Linked DNA regions of Ovis aries: region 2 is linked to region 1. Evidence: chromatin contacts called from public Hi-C data. All regions are on one chromosome and are shown on one strand. The core of a region is the stretch at or near the end of the contact, and the rest is flanking DNA. Distances in the headings are between cores, read along the strand shown.

What was found. Hi-C and Micro-C count contacts between places; a contact is called where the count stands out from the background.
Region 2: a Hi-C map of tail adipose tissue shows a contact between it and region 1, with 4 times the contacts expected there. The contact joins the promoter of RND3 here to the enhancer-like site in region 1. A contact is called at or near these places in 3 of 16 Hi-C or Micro-C datasets (liver, skin fibroblasts and tail adipose tissue).

Annotation. Positions count from the first base shown.
Region 1 is chr2:158,932,056-158,939,602 of ARS-UI_Ramb_v3.0, forward strand. No RefSeq gene overlaps it. Among named protein-coding and RNA genes, the nearest start is that of RND3, 130 kb to the right of the region's middle. Within about 2 kb of position 2,781, at least 9 of the 54 cell types and tissues checked have an H3K27ac peak or open chromatin away from gene starts, as enhancers often do. A contact at or near this core is called in liver and tail adipose tissue, where this site is marked.
Region 2 is chr2:159,057,163-159,064,709 of ARS-UI_Ramb_v3.0, forward strand. It overlaps RND3 (Rho family GTPase 3), which reads left to right and starts at 4,330. Exons shown (of 5, transcript XM_004004709.6): 1 at 4,330-4,726; 2 at 5,241-5,328. The coding sequence starts at 4,577.

The sequences.
Region 1 (7,547 bases), core at 1,531-4,030:
CTTATGATTCTCTTTTTGTCATTGTACTTTAACAGAATTAGTTATAAATGGACTTCTAAGGATATGACAGGCTATATCTTGCTGTGTGTTGGCACTTAAGACTTTTCAGCTAAAAAAATTATAAAAATCTGAGGTGGCTGACAAATAGTACTGAGTAAAAGCACTTGCCATCTATCAACAGGCATATTATTCAAAGATAAAATATTGCCCATGGATGAACAATGTAGAATTTTAATAATTCTCTACTTTGCAGTTACCAGGTGTGGGGAACCTATGCAACTTGGAAGCCAGCAAGATTGTCAGGTTGGAACGCTTTACTTCAAGAGGCAGTGTTGCAGAAAGTATGTGACCTCTAGAGCAGACACACTTGGATTCATATTCTACCATTTCATAGCTCTCAGAGTTTCACCTCTCCATGAGACGAATTTTTTAAAAGTGAATAATATTTACTGGGTAAGATTATAGTTGCGATATATTTGTACATAAGAAGTGCCTGAAATATAGTAAGTACCCCCCCATTTCTACTTTTATTATTGATTTCTCTGAAAATACCCTCAGTCTGCCTCACCCAAGTAATCTCACTGGCATGATTAATTATTATACTCAAATTTCATAAACCACATTTGGCTTTAATGAAATAATGCACATGTCCATCTGGAAAGTAAGTTAAAAAAATAAATTCTATAGAGTGAATAATAGTCCCTGGGGAGAAGCACAGCACTGGGCAGACTGAGAATTTTTAGGTACAGGACAGAAATTTTGTCTGGAGGTAAACAATCAACACCTACTTTTTCATTAAAAACGCCAGGAGAAACATCATAATGTGTTCAGAACCTATATATTTCTGAGGGTTCATTTCTATAACTCCTCCACAGTAAACTTTATTGTACTCAATTTCTGTCCCTGGAAAACCAGCCCAGTTCTTGGATATGATCAGACTAAAGGAATATTCCATTAGCTGACTCAACTCCCAAAAGCCTTCTAAGATGCATCACAAGTGAGTTTGTAAGAATTTGCTTTTTTTGTGAAGAAAAGAACCATTTCTCTCAAAACATAATTCTGCTTTTCTAGATTAAAAACAAATTTTATAGAAAGATGGTAACGCTGACCCTATATGTGAGACAGCAAAAGAGACACAGATGTAAAGAACAGTCTTTCAGACTCTCTGGGAGAAGGCAAGGGTGGGATGATTTGGGAGAATAGCACTGAAACATGTATATTATCATATGTGAAACAGACGGCCAGTCCAGGTTCGATGCATGGGACAGGGCTGGTGCACTGGGATGACCCTGAGGGATGGGATGGGGAGGTTGGTGGGAAGGGGGTTCAGGATGTGGAACACATGTGTGCCTGTGGCTGAGTCATGTCAATGTATGGCAAAAACCACTACAATAGTGTAAAGTAATTAGCCTCCAATTAAAATAAAGAAATTAATTTTAAAAATTGAAAAATAAAAACAATTTTAAAAGATTTAAATAGGATAGAGGGTCTTTCAATTTGGCAGTGGAACAAATCTTTTAGAATGTCTTTAGGAATTCCTATAGAGCAAATGTTTTCATATCAGCGTTGGTCTGTCCCCAATGGACCAAAGAAAAAAGTTGGAGGCAAAAAGGGTTCTGTAAAAATCATGGAATTGTGAATTACAATGAAGATATTAATGACTGGTTCAATTTTGAGGCAATTCTTATTATTTTAAAAATTTACATTTTACAACTAAATGCAAAGCATGTATAAAGAGTTACCATACTTTTGAAAAAGCAGGTTTAACTACTTAACAAAAAACGTATTTTGCACATTTAAGACATATTTTTTAAACCAAATAATCTTTTGACACTTCATTTTGTGTGAGGCTAGGGTGGAGCATTATTTTATTCAGTGTTACATCTACCAAGAGCATGTGTTCTTTTCTTAATACCTTCCCTATTCACTCTGGGTTAGTACTTTAAACCACTTCACTAACATTTTAATAAGTCATATTTAAGGCACGTGACAAAAGCTTCTAATGAATCTACAGCCCGGTGTCTTAAAATGATCTGAATTTTGTTACTGTGAGATTTCTAATGAAAAGTAGAACTTTTCCACTTAACAGCATTAAGTTTTAGACTTAAAAAGCCTTTTTAAGTCTCCCAAAAGCCAAAGATAGATTCATCCTTGGTTAGAATAAAGGGAAATGAGATCACTTAAGAAATGTGGGAGAAGACTGAGGCTGAAAGCAGGGAGAGATTTGGCCCTGCGTACTCAAGAACTTTGGAGAAGGCAATGGCACCCCACTCCAGTACTCTTGCCTGGAAAATCCCATGGACAGAGGATTCTGGTGGGCTGCAGTCCATGCGGTCGCTAAGAGTTGGACACGACTGAGAGACTTCGCTTTCACTTTTCACTTTCCTGCATGGGAGAAGGAAATGGCAACCCACTCCAGTGTTCTTACCTGGAGAATCCCAGGGACAGTGGAGCCTGATGGGTTGCCGTCTATGGGGTCGCACAGAGTCAGACATCACTGAAGTGACTTAGCAGCACCCAAGAACTTCCTGGTGGCTTTCCTGGTGACTCAGATGGCAAAGAATCTGCCTGCAATGCAGGAGATCCAGGTTTGAGCCCTTGGTTGGAAAGATCCCCTGGAGAAGGGAATGGCTATGCGCTCCAGTATTCTTACCTGGGAAGTCACAGGGGAAGAGGCACCTGGTGGGCTGCAGTGCATGGGGTCAGTATATGGAGTAACACACCACCCAAGGGCAGCATAGCCGCGTCAGGGATCATCTGCTCTGACATTACTACCCGTTTCCTCCAGAAGGTGGTGCTTGTCAGTCACTCCTGGCTGGTTGTCAGGGAGGACTAAACTATATCTTGCCTCTTAAAAATGTTCCCCTCACCAAAAGAAGCCAGTGTATACAAAAGCATTCCTGGTGTGGCAGCAGACATCATACTTAGGCATATCCACAACTCCCACGTAAACGGCACTGGGAGCTTGTGTTGGAGGACTGCCCAGGGAGATACGAGTCCCTCAGCATTACAAAAGAGAAAGTTCACGATGTCGTAAAATTCTAAACCAAACGAGTCTTAACTAAAGACCAGCTGTCCTAAGAGTTCTTAGCAAAGCCCTGTTTTGAGTTTGAAGTTATTATGTTATTGAAGTTGTTTGCAAGTTTCCTATGTGTATTTATAGGGGGGAGTTGATAGATTTCATTATATTTTCAAAGGTGTCCAAAAAGAAATAAGACTAAGGAAGACTTATTTTAGGAAGGAGGAAGCTGATTCACAGCATGGTTAAGCAACCTTCTCATGTTCCAGAATCCTTGTGGCAGAGACGTAGAATCCTGTTTTCCTGAGGGATGGTGCAACTACAAAAAATTCTAACAAAATTTCTTCACTTCTAAGAAAGAGAAATTTTTATAATGCTGGGCTATTCTGTATCACATCATAATAACTCTGAGGCTGGTTAAATAGTCAAAGCTATTAGCATTATGCTAATCATTTAAAAAGTGCTTATTTGACCAAATGTTTCCGTTTTGATTGATTATGTTGGCATTATCCAGACATAGCCCAAATAACAGCACACTCCCATGACTATAATCCTGTAAATATTCTGGCATTTCCCCCATTACCAATAAAACTATTCAGCACAAGTATGCAGCATAAAAGGGAGAAAAATGGGAAACATATGTTTGAGTTCTCCATGTGAAATCTATAGCCATTAAGGGAATGATTTGCATTATGTAGCCTGATCGTGTAGCTAGCAACCATGGGATGCAGCAGATAGGAGGGGCAAGGTTGGGAGAGAGATTTCCAAAGGATACAGAATTACAATTCTTTTCTAAACCAGGACAATCCAGAGGCAAAACTAGTGTGAAAACATTTATATAGGACAAATCTTGTACTCCTATCATATGATGTGGTTTAGGGTAAACTAATAAAAAGGCAAATATTCTGAGAAAAACTACAACCTAATCATTGTTACAAAGTCACTAATAAGGTAACCCAAACCCAAAAGGAAAAGACAGACATCAACAGCAAAATAACACCTAAAATCCCACATAAATATCAGAGGATAATAATTACTAACTTGAATAAGGCTCACTTCCTTTCCACAACTCTCTTTGAGTGCTTTGCTTCTCCTACCACCAAGGTTAGAAGTCAATTTTTCATGAGAAAATAGAGTAAAAAGAAGCTGAGTTTCCCATGGTGGCTGCATGGGGCAGGAAGCTGGAGTGAGGCTTCTATGACAGTTCAGCCTTCATGCTGTGATAGAGGCAGGGAGGTTCAAGATGTCAAGGGAAGATGGCAGGGAGAGGAGGATGCTGTGGGGTAGAAGGAAAGACTCTGGGAGTGAAGTGGAAGATGGGAGAAGATGAAAAGTTTTCATAGCTTGGAAGCCCTGACAATCTTGAAAGAAACAGAGCAATGCAGAGTAATTCCAGTTTGGAGGATGTATCCTTCAGTGTGACACTGTTGAGGGGGAGATAAGGGCAGAAAGTCATCAAGACTTTATGAAGACAAGCAAAAAAAAACAAAACAAAACAAAACAAAAAAACAAAACGGTAATATTGCCTAAAAACAATGCCCAGGTAGCATTTGTATTTATGACACAGATACACCAAGTGTGACCTAATTTTCACAATGGGACACTTTCAGTGGAGTGGGTATATTTGTCATTACACTTATCACAAAATATAGGTGTTCAGCATACAGTGGAATCACATCATATTGTTTGTAATGAGGATTAGGGCTGGAAGAAAGTGAAGGGTGAAAGACAAAGGTTAAATATACCACCACTTAAAACTTGCATCAAGGTCAATTGCAAGTTTCAGTACCTGGTAATACCAGGAAGTGAACTGAGTAAGTAAATCCTTTCCATATTTGGGATGGCTGCTATCAACGTTCGTCAACTTGGGAAACAAGCTTGCCTTATTCCTCATGCTTGTGAAGGTGTGGAGCACAACAGGTTACAATGCGTCTCTGGCTGTGGGGAACAGGCTCAACCCTGCTATCAGTAGGCAAAGTCTTCAGCTGTCCCTTCCCTCCTTCTCCCAGGTCCCACAAGTCTTTGTTTTAGTGACTTGCTTGCAGGAGGATGCTTTGAATCATGGATTGCTGCATAAAACCTTCAGGTTGGGATTCAGTGGAGACAGCTAAGAAGGAAGAAATTTATTGGAGGATGTATTGGAGTATATCAGCTTGTTGTTTAGTGAAAGAGGTCTCTGAGCTTTTGTGGCCAACTGTCCAGAAAATATCCTCTCTGTGGGGGCATTTCATGCCTAATTGTTATTAATAGAAATAGGTTTTAATTACTTGCCACTTTTCCATAGCTCCATTAAGCCATATTGTATACTGGGCAGTGGGCATCATTTACTCACTGCTCACAGGCCAGCGCCTACCAGACTCAGGTTAAATTCCACCTACGTTTGCTTTATGTGTAATGTTTTTATTGTGATCAATATTCTGGAATTCGAGCCAAATCACAAAGCCATTTTACTGCTTGGGGATTAAGTTGATGATCACAGTTCCTAGACATCAGATACCATTCTTCTCCTTGAAATTTACAATAGGGGGATCCAAATGTAAGGCAGATTTTGTGACTTTATAAATCCCATGAGGAATATATCTGGGGTATGCTATTTCACAGTATGTTTGTGAGTAATTTGCCCTAGAACATCACTCAGTATCCTCCAGTTTGCAGGTGTGCATGCTCGGTGGCTCAATCTAATGCAGCCCCATAGACTGTAGCCCACCGGGCTCCTCTGTCCGCAAGATTCTCCAGGCAAGAATACTAGAGTGGCTTGGCATTTTCTCCTCCATGGGACTTTCACCACCCAGGGATCAAAAGTACATCTCCTGCATTGGCAGGCAGATTCTTTACCACTGAGCCACCTGGGAAGCCCATCCTCTAGTTTAGATGAACAGAAATCCCAGTCTCCTTTGTATATGGATATTTCCTCTTCAGTATTCCAAGAATTCCCCTAGGATGCTTACATGTATGCAAAGGGATAGCCTTGCGTGCTGCCACTGCCCCTGGAATGTGACTCCCACACACCTTCTTGAGGTTGAAGAACATGGTAGCCAATTCTATAGACTAGCTGCAATAGAGCGAATCCCACCCACCTCCTCTTGATTGTTGTCAGCAAACCCAAAATCTGCTGAGCATCTAAGGACCCAGACAAAAGAGCCCCAATCCTGAGACTCAATCAGCTGTATTAGTGGGTATCATTCATATCAGAAGCAAGACTGCTTGGGTCTGAAACCCACAGTACAATCATTTCCATTAGGGCAAGTCTTTACCCAGCAGCCCAGAGATTTCAGGACTTGAAACTTCATCCAAGGGTATCTTGTTCCAAGATAGCCTCTGCTCTCCTCTGTATTCACAGAAGCACTTCCCAACTAATGGGAATAAGACTAGGGCAGGTCCTGGTGTTCAGTTACTCAGCATATGGTTCAGAGTACTGACCCCATTTTTCTTAGCATCCAAAAAAGTTTAACTCTGGTACTCCTGCTGCCCTTCCCAGCCACTGGGCATTGGTAAAGACCACCCTGCCAGGCCACAGGAGCTTTGAAAATTGAGTAGAAATTTAAGCCTTGTGCCAGTTTGCCAGTGCTCTTTCTAGTCATCATAGAAGTTCATATATCAGTAGTTGTTTACTTATCTCCCTGCCGCAAAAAAAAAAAAAAAAAAAAATCACTGGATACTCCGCTACCCTAAGTAGAACATAGTGGCAAAGTCTGAACATTAAAATTAGGAAGCCCTGGATTAAAATATGAACTTCATTCTAGATATGCATCCTTGAGGGAGCTAGTGAGCCTCTTTAACTTGTTTCCTTATCTGTGCACTGAAAAGAATAAAGAGCATAATAATCTTCTGGGGTGGTTAGTGTGATTCAAATTAGTGATAGAGTTTAGAGCAGTATTTGACACAGTAAGTACACAACAAAGGTAGCTCTTATGAATATCAGTTGTAGTGTCTAAAAAACACCTGCAGTAAGTTGAAGGCGTGGTGCACCCAGGGGCAGATGAGGCTTATGGACGTGTCCTGCTGCAGAGGGACGCCTCTGTCCTGCCCTCTTGAGCAACAGAGTCTCAACCACAATTGGCAGGTGGGGTCCTCTGGTTCCAGATACCTATCTGTAATAATGCCTGACATGCACCTTAAATGAGGGCTATATGAACATAACAAAATTATTAGCTGAAAATGACTGGACCCGCCCAAAGGAATGAAAATTATGTGCAGGTCACTACACAGTTAACTCAAATACATTAAGACACCATAAGCACTGTTCTATGATAGTAGTGGTTAGTTTCCTCTTAGTATAAAAGCTTTAGAATTGATACGCTTTTCAATGATTATTTTATGTTTATTTTCCCTTTTTATCTTGAAATGTTTCAGAATATTAAAAATTCTTGCATTATAAAACAAATAACTCATTGTTTAAAAAACTCGAATATGTAATTCTCAAGATAATAAAAAGCTGTGTACTTAGGCGCTCAGTGGTGTCCAACTCTTTGCGACTCTATGGACTATAGACTGCCAGGCTTCTCTGTTCACAGAATTCTCCAGGCCA
Region 2 (7,547 bases), core at 3,080-5,579, 130 kb after region 1:
AGATGGCTATTCTCTCTCAATTAGCCCTCTCTCCAGGCCTGGAATCAACCCTTTTTGTGTTAGATGGGATGTAGTATGAGAGGGGCTGCTTCTGTGTAATATGTAAAGAGCTCACCAGAGAGGAAAGAATTCTTAAGTTCAAAATTCTTAACTGAATTTTGAATTCAGTTTGAATTTGAGGGCAACTGAATGCTGAATGTACATGATGTATTGAATATTAACCAATCCATATTGAAACATTTGCCATTTTTTCTCTTCTCTTGAACTTAGGGGTTAATTAGAGAAAGGAGAGAGTAATAGGAAACAAGAAGAATAACAAAAGATAGGACATTAGGTAATGCATGATTCCCTAGATAGGGAGTGTCTTCCAAATGAGTGCTTTCCTTAGGGAAAACCTTTCACTGCAGTCTAAAATTTTAGTCTTTCCTAGGACTTTAGGTGGCACTAGTGGTAGAGAACCCACCTGTCGATGCAAGAAACATAATGAGATGTAGGTTCAGTCCCTGGGTCAGGAAGATCCCCTAGAGGAGGGCATGGCAACCCACTCCAGTATTCTTGCCTGGGAAATCCCAGGGACAGAGGAGCCTGACAGGCTGCAGTCCATAGAGTCGCTGAGTTGGACACGACTGAAGTGACTTACCACACGAAGGACTTTAGGTTTCATTTAGATCTGAAAATCTCATTGAAGATAAACAGTTTCATCAAAGTTTCATAGTTAGTGGAAGGAGAGGTGAAAATTTACAACTGGAGCCATTCATTCGTTCATTCAAATAATCAAGTCATTACCCTGCTTCACACTCTCCTGTGTCTATCTGTTTCGCTTAGGATGAAATCCAAATTTTATGATCCTATCTATTTTCTTCCTCCTTCAATGGGCCCACTTGACTCCAGCCTTCCTTCTGTTCCTTCCACCTGCTGAATTCTTTCCCTGGATGTAACTTTTCCACTGTCTGTCCCCTTGTTTTCAAATGGACCCTCTCATGGCTGATTCGTTCTCACCATTGACGACTTAAGCTCGTTAGAGAGGTGATGCCAGGCCTCTGGTTTGATCTCCACCTTCCTATGCTTCGTCACACCATCCTGTTTGGTCTTCACAGAGCTTAGTGCAGTCATTCTTATTTGCGCACTTGCTTACTGCTTTATTGTTTATCTTTTGTCTGGCATATGTATGTGTAAGAGCAGCAGGCAGGCTGGCTTGTTTACTTTTCTATCTACAGTCCCTAGAACAGTATCTGGCATATTGTTACTGTTGTTTACGTGCTAAGTCCTGTTCGACCCTTTTTGCTACCCCATGGACTGCAGCGCGCCAGGATCCTCTGTCTATGGGATTTCCCAGGCAAGAATAGTGAAATGGGTTGGGTTGCTATTTCCTTCTCCAGAGGATCTTCCTGACCCAGGGATTGAACCCATGTCTCCTGCATTGGCAGGTAGATTCCACTGAGTTACCAGGGAAGCTCATCTGGCATACAGCAGGTGCTTAATAAATATCTGTTGAACTAAATGCTAAGTGAATTTTTAAAAAATATTGAGTATCTACTACACACTGAATAATAGAGACTCAAAGTTAAGGCAAGGAAAGAAATCTTACCCTAAAGAAATTTGAAGCCTGGTGACTTCAGGCAGTTGGGTTTCTACTCAATTACACAGCCGCTAAATTTCACTCAGCAACTCACAGATTCCTAGAAATTCAGGTCACCTGATTTCCAAAATTGGTCTATGATTTCAGATTATTCATTAAATTGATTAGGTCTCTCATTTTGCCTGGGCCAGATCCTATTTACAGCTGTTGTTCTGACCATCAGTGGTACCTCCTTTTGCTCTCAAAATTGTCCCAGCATATATGATGAATTACATGGTCATCTTACTGTCAGCCAAGTACTAATAATTCATAACTTATTGTTAGTTAGAGAAGTTTAACTACATAAACTTCATCAGTTCAGAAATGTGAAAGGTCAAATCATATCTCCAGAAAGAAGCAACTTCCTAAGTTAAAACTCTGAGAAAAAAAGGTGAGGTGTGAATCTATTCTCTTATCATCAATTAGTCAGTCCATTAACAAGGCCAGAATTTCCCAATATATGTTCAACAATTCTGAGAAGTGCAACTAAGAGTTACTTGTGACAAATAAAGTAAGGGCAAAGATTCTTTATTGTACCAGTAACTACCCTGCAAACTTCACTTGCATTTCCTCATCATTACTATTGGGATTTTACAGATGATGAAATTAAGGCTTTGAGAGATTAAGTAACTCATCCAAGGTCACACAGATACACTTCTTTATGTTTTCCTGCTCCCAATCACTATGTTCATTATTTCCCAAGCAAGTAAATATTTTGATAATTTGGGGGGATGCTGGGTTAAACTCTGTTAGGCAGGCTACTTTTCTATAGAGCCTCTTACTGTTGTAGTATATCAAAGGGCATGGTATATCTTCAAGGAGTGATACAGGCATAGTGTCTCCATCACTCACTGGGACATAAGACCCTTTTTGTGAGGACCCTTTCTGCAGAGCAGACTTTGGCTAGTACTGCTTTAGGAACCTGAGCAGGGCCAGCAATCCCTTTTTCCGTAGGTCAGTTCTCTGTGTATATTAACACAGCCTTACACACCGAGTCTGAGTTAGTCTTCCTTTGGGGAGCTCCAGTTTTCTTTGCTCTGAAATGAAGAAGAGACAATCCTTAGATCCCTGAGGCTTCATGGTCCTAGGGTTGATACTTACATCTGTGCTTTTAACCATCTTTCATTGTGCCTTTTCACTCCCCATACTGAACTTTCTGGTTTTTCACCTTATCCTCTCATTTACAAATCTAGAAATGTCCATCGGGAAACCTATACTTTTTTTTTGGCTAATGTCCTTAGTACAATTTAATAGCTAAAACCTCTGCAAATTTTGTCGGTTGTAACAACATGGATGGACTTGGAGGACACTGTACTAAATGAAGTAAGTCGGAGAGAAAGACAAATGTTGTATGATATCACTTATATAAGAAACCTAAAAAATAAACTGGTGAATATAACAAAAGAAACAGACTCAAAGATAAAGAGAACAAACTAGTGGTTACCAGTGGGAAGAGGGAATTGGGAGGAGCAAGAAAGGGTTAGAGCATTAAGAGATACCAGCAACTATGTATAAACTGAATAAGCTACAAGAATACATTGTACAGCACAGGGAAGATAGTCAATATTTTATAATAACTATAAATGGTGCGTAATCTTCAAAAATTGTGAATCTTTATGTTGTACACCTGAAATTTATATGATATTCTAAATCAGCTATACCTCAATTAAAAAATTGTAAAAATAGGTGAAACCTTCTGATCACTTGGAGCACAGGAAATGATGAGTAAAGAAGGACTTTTAGAGGGAAGAGAGAACAAATATATGGCTATTTTTAGTCCTCTCAGACTTTCAGGTGGGGGTGGGGGTGGATGTTGAGGCAGTGGAAAGGGAGTGGTGGGTTGTACCTGCATTTTTCAGCTAAGCATATACACATTTTCCGGGCCAGTCAAGGGTGCTTTGGTTTTAAGGAAGGGGAGACTGCTTATAAAGGAATTAAAGGGCAGGGTCAGAATCCCTCCTATCCCCTCTTCTCACTGAAACAGGGGCAACCGCTAACCTTGCATGCTTAGGTCCCTAGTGTAGTAGGATTGAGTTTTCCAATGGCTTTTGTTACTCAGCTATGATCATCTTCCACTTTTTTTTTCTTCTACTCACAAACCTCCCCTCCCCTCTCTTCCAAACCTTTCCCTCTCCTCCTGAGTCACTGAAACAGAGGTTTCCAAAGCCAGTCTGTTGCTGTGACCCCAGCAAGCCAGTTCCGGCATCTCAAACAACCTGGCTTAGCTATTGTTCCGTGGCCTAAATACCTGATGCAAAACATTTCCTAAGAAAATACAAGCACTTAACCCTTCCCCACCCAAGATTTGCTTTCCGTGTTTCATAACGATGTTTTGGGTAAGAAATGCTTTTGTTTTCATAAATGCTCACGAAGCTTCCGTAGAGCAGCCCCCATGAAAACGTTTATCCAGAAATTCTAATAAAAATCAATATGCACAGACAATTCCATTCCCCACTTCTTCCTGGACTTGTACAGTCCCAATCTTCAGCACAGCGTCACTGGGGTCCTCTAGTCGTCGCCGAGCTTTGGGCTGGAAATCGTTCCCGCATGATCACCCTAGAGGGCGCACTGTCTACATTTTCTGCAAGTAACTAGACGGCGCTGTCTCCCAGGTTCCATAAAAGGGGAGGAGGCGGATCAGTTTCCTTCTCTCATTGAGAAAGAGGATTGGAAGGCCGGGCGTATAAAGCCGCGCAGAGAGCGTGAAACAAAGCAGTCGGATCGGAATTGGACTTGGGAAGCGCCTTTGGAGTCAGGCATAAAACTTGTTGGAGGAGAGTAACGAGCCTGCTCCTCTAGCTCTCCTCATCCGCGCGGCGCCTCAGGGGTTCCCACCACCCTTGCGGTTTATTTTTATATCTGCTTTTTAATAGAGAAAGAAATATACATATATATATATTTTTTTTTTTTTCCTCTTAAGTGAAAATTCCTGTTTCAAGAGAAAATAAGACAAGATCAATGAAGGAGAGAAGAGCCAGCCAGAAATTATCCAGTAAATCTATCATGGATCCTAATCAGAACGTGAAATGCAAGATAGTAGTGGTGGGAGACAGTCAGTGTGGGAAAACCGCGCTACTCCACGTCTTCGCCAAAGACTGCTTCCCCGAAGTGAGTGTGGCCGGCTGGGGGCTGCGGGCGGGCGGCGGGGAAGGGATCCCCGTCTCGAGGTGGGTTTCCCTGGCTTTCACCCTTCACCCGGTTCTCTCTCTCTCTCTTTCTTTCTTTCTTTTTTTTTTTCAGCCGTCTTTCTCACTGCTTATTACTTTCGCCCCGGTTAGTTGTCAGGAAAGGAAAAGTGGGGTGGAAGCGTGGAGGGGTTGGGATGCGCTTGCACATTTTCCTGTTAGCTTCTGAAACTTGTTCGGTCATGTGTGCAGAATCTGGGATTGGGAGATTCGGATCCTCCACTTTTGGAGAATCCGGGTGGGGTGAGAGGGAACTTAGGGCTTTCGGAAAGGATCTGCGTGTTTAGTGTGAGATGTGGTGCGTGTGGATTTGAGGGGGGGGGGGTCTTCGTTTTTTAATGGGAGAGTAAAGAGACTATTTTCAGAGGGTGTTCTGCAGCTGTCGTGCATTTTAAGATAACCTCTTTGCCCTCTTTACTTCTGTCCATTTTATCCAGAATTACGTCCCTACAGTGTTTGAGAATTACACGGCCAGTTTTGAAATCGACACACAAAGAATAGAGTTGAGCCTATGGGACACTTCGGGTAAGAGAGTCATCTGACCGCGTGGCGCTCGGGCGGGTTTCCAGGCGTTCAGGGGGTGCGCAAAGGGTCTCCGGGCCCCGCGTTTCTGGCACGCTCTCGGCACCCGCCAGCGCCCGTTCTGCGTTCCTCCGTTAACTTTGCTTCTTACGAGGGATTCCCTGATATATGAAAATTTTGCCCCTTCTGAATGGGGGTGGGGGGACGATATTGGGTCGGGCAATAGCTGTGGGAAGAAAAGGAAGCTCCGTGCCCGAAGGGTCACCCCGGGATGTAAAATGCTTGTAGCCGGGTGTCCGGGGAGCGGTTGGCCCGCGGAGCTGTGCCCGAGTCCTCTCGGGGTGGCCAGGGTAGCTAAATGTTAGGGGGGATGTGTGCGCCTTGTCGGTATCAACTGGCTCTAGGATGCGAGCGCCCCTCCAGGATCTAACCTGCTGCTTGGCTGGTAGACTGGGAGCACTCAGAGGGTGGTGGCCAGTGGAAGAAAACCCCCGAAGCCACGCACTTACGTGCGGATTCCGCGCTTGCGGAGAGAGTAGGGGGCGCGCAAGCACCCGCAGCGCTCGTGACGCCTATTGCCAGGAATGCGCTGGCTGCGCGGGCAGCACCCGGCGGGGGTCCCCGGGCCTCCTCTCCTAGCTGCCCGCCGCCCGCGCCGCCTCGGTGCCGACCTGCAGCTCTGAGCTCCCCCGCCCCCGTGATCACTTGGTGTCCTCCGGCCCACGCCATTCCCTCCTACCCATTGCATCACCCCTCTCCAGTGTGCGAGGCTGCGGGCTGCCCTATTCGCCTGTGACCTTCCCATCCAGTTGAATTATTGGCACGGTGAATTATTTTCTAGTGTCTGGGGTTCAAGGCCGGGTTATCGCCTTCCCACGCACTCACGCACCAACCTGGCACGCAGCTGTAGGGAGGGCCGGTTACACCGCGAAGGGGAAGGCTTCCCCGCGCAGATGTTAGGGGTTCAGTCTGGGTCAGGCGCGGTGGGGGCGGTAACATCACCTAGACTCTCCGGCTGGAACCCGGGGACCCGCAGACCCTGCTACGGTGCCTGGCGGCGTAGGAGTGCCTTTTCCAGGAAGGGTGTAGCCTCTGGAGAAGGAGGAGGAGACAGCGGGAAGGCCCGGGGAAGGCCCCTGAGCTTAGGTCTAGGAGTTTAGCAGGGAGCTGGGCTGCTGCGGGTGAACCGAGCCAAATCCTGGGTGAAACTGGCGAGGAGGAGCGCGCAAGTGCCAGCACGCAGACTTTACTGTCGGGCGGGGAAGGCCCGCGAGATGGCCCTGTGCTCAGCTGGCAGGGGCCTCGCGTAGATGCTTGTGGGCTGTGCGAGCTTCCCACCGCCCCCGGCTGTAACCTCTGGAGCCCCGGAGGGACTGAGGCGATTAGAGAGCACAAGGAAGAGGCCAGACTGACAGGGTCGCCAGAGGCAGTCCCTGCACAAAGGCAAGTGAGAAGTCTCGCGCGAGCGCCTCTCACGGTTGTTGCCAGGTGCTCCGAGGGCTGCAGTAAGATGCGCTGATTTTGTTTCTCCCTGGAGAGTCGGGCTCTTCCTGGAGCCTCGCCAAGGGTAGCAAAACCAAGACCTCACCGGATTTTATGCTGAGGATTGCACACACTCTCAAAACTATAGGGAAGGTGGTGATAGACGTAATGCTTGTTTCAGGCATTTCCATCGTCAGATTTGTACACAGCCTAGTTCTTAATGGACTCCAATTACCAGATATATCGTGGTATTTGTTATGCCTCGTGGGCAGGACAGCTGGTACGGTACCAATAATTAACACCAACACTCAACCCCCTCTCCCAGTCTGTTTGGACCTAATGCAGGATAAGAGTGATTTAGACATGGGGGTCTGTGAGTCTGATTCGGTCTTTGATACAAGAGCTATGTTTAGATTTTAAGCTACTTCTTACACGGATATCTGGGTACGGATCCTCTCCTTCCCTGAGTCTCATTTCGTCATCTGAAAAAAGGATACAGAAGCAAATAATGTGCAGGATCATTCCTAGCTGTAGACTTCTTGGCTTTGGGTCACCAGACAGGCAAATCTTTTTGTTTCACTGATGTTGGTTGGCTTCAGCTCTTAGTCCCAGTGGATCTGGCATCCCACGCCTTAGTTTTCACCACCCATGAAGCCAGCCAGATTCTGAACAGAGCCACTGCTTCCCGGTGGATTTAGGAAGGAGACCCATTTGGGCAGGGAGGGGGCATGGGTAACCTT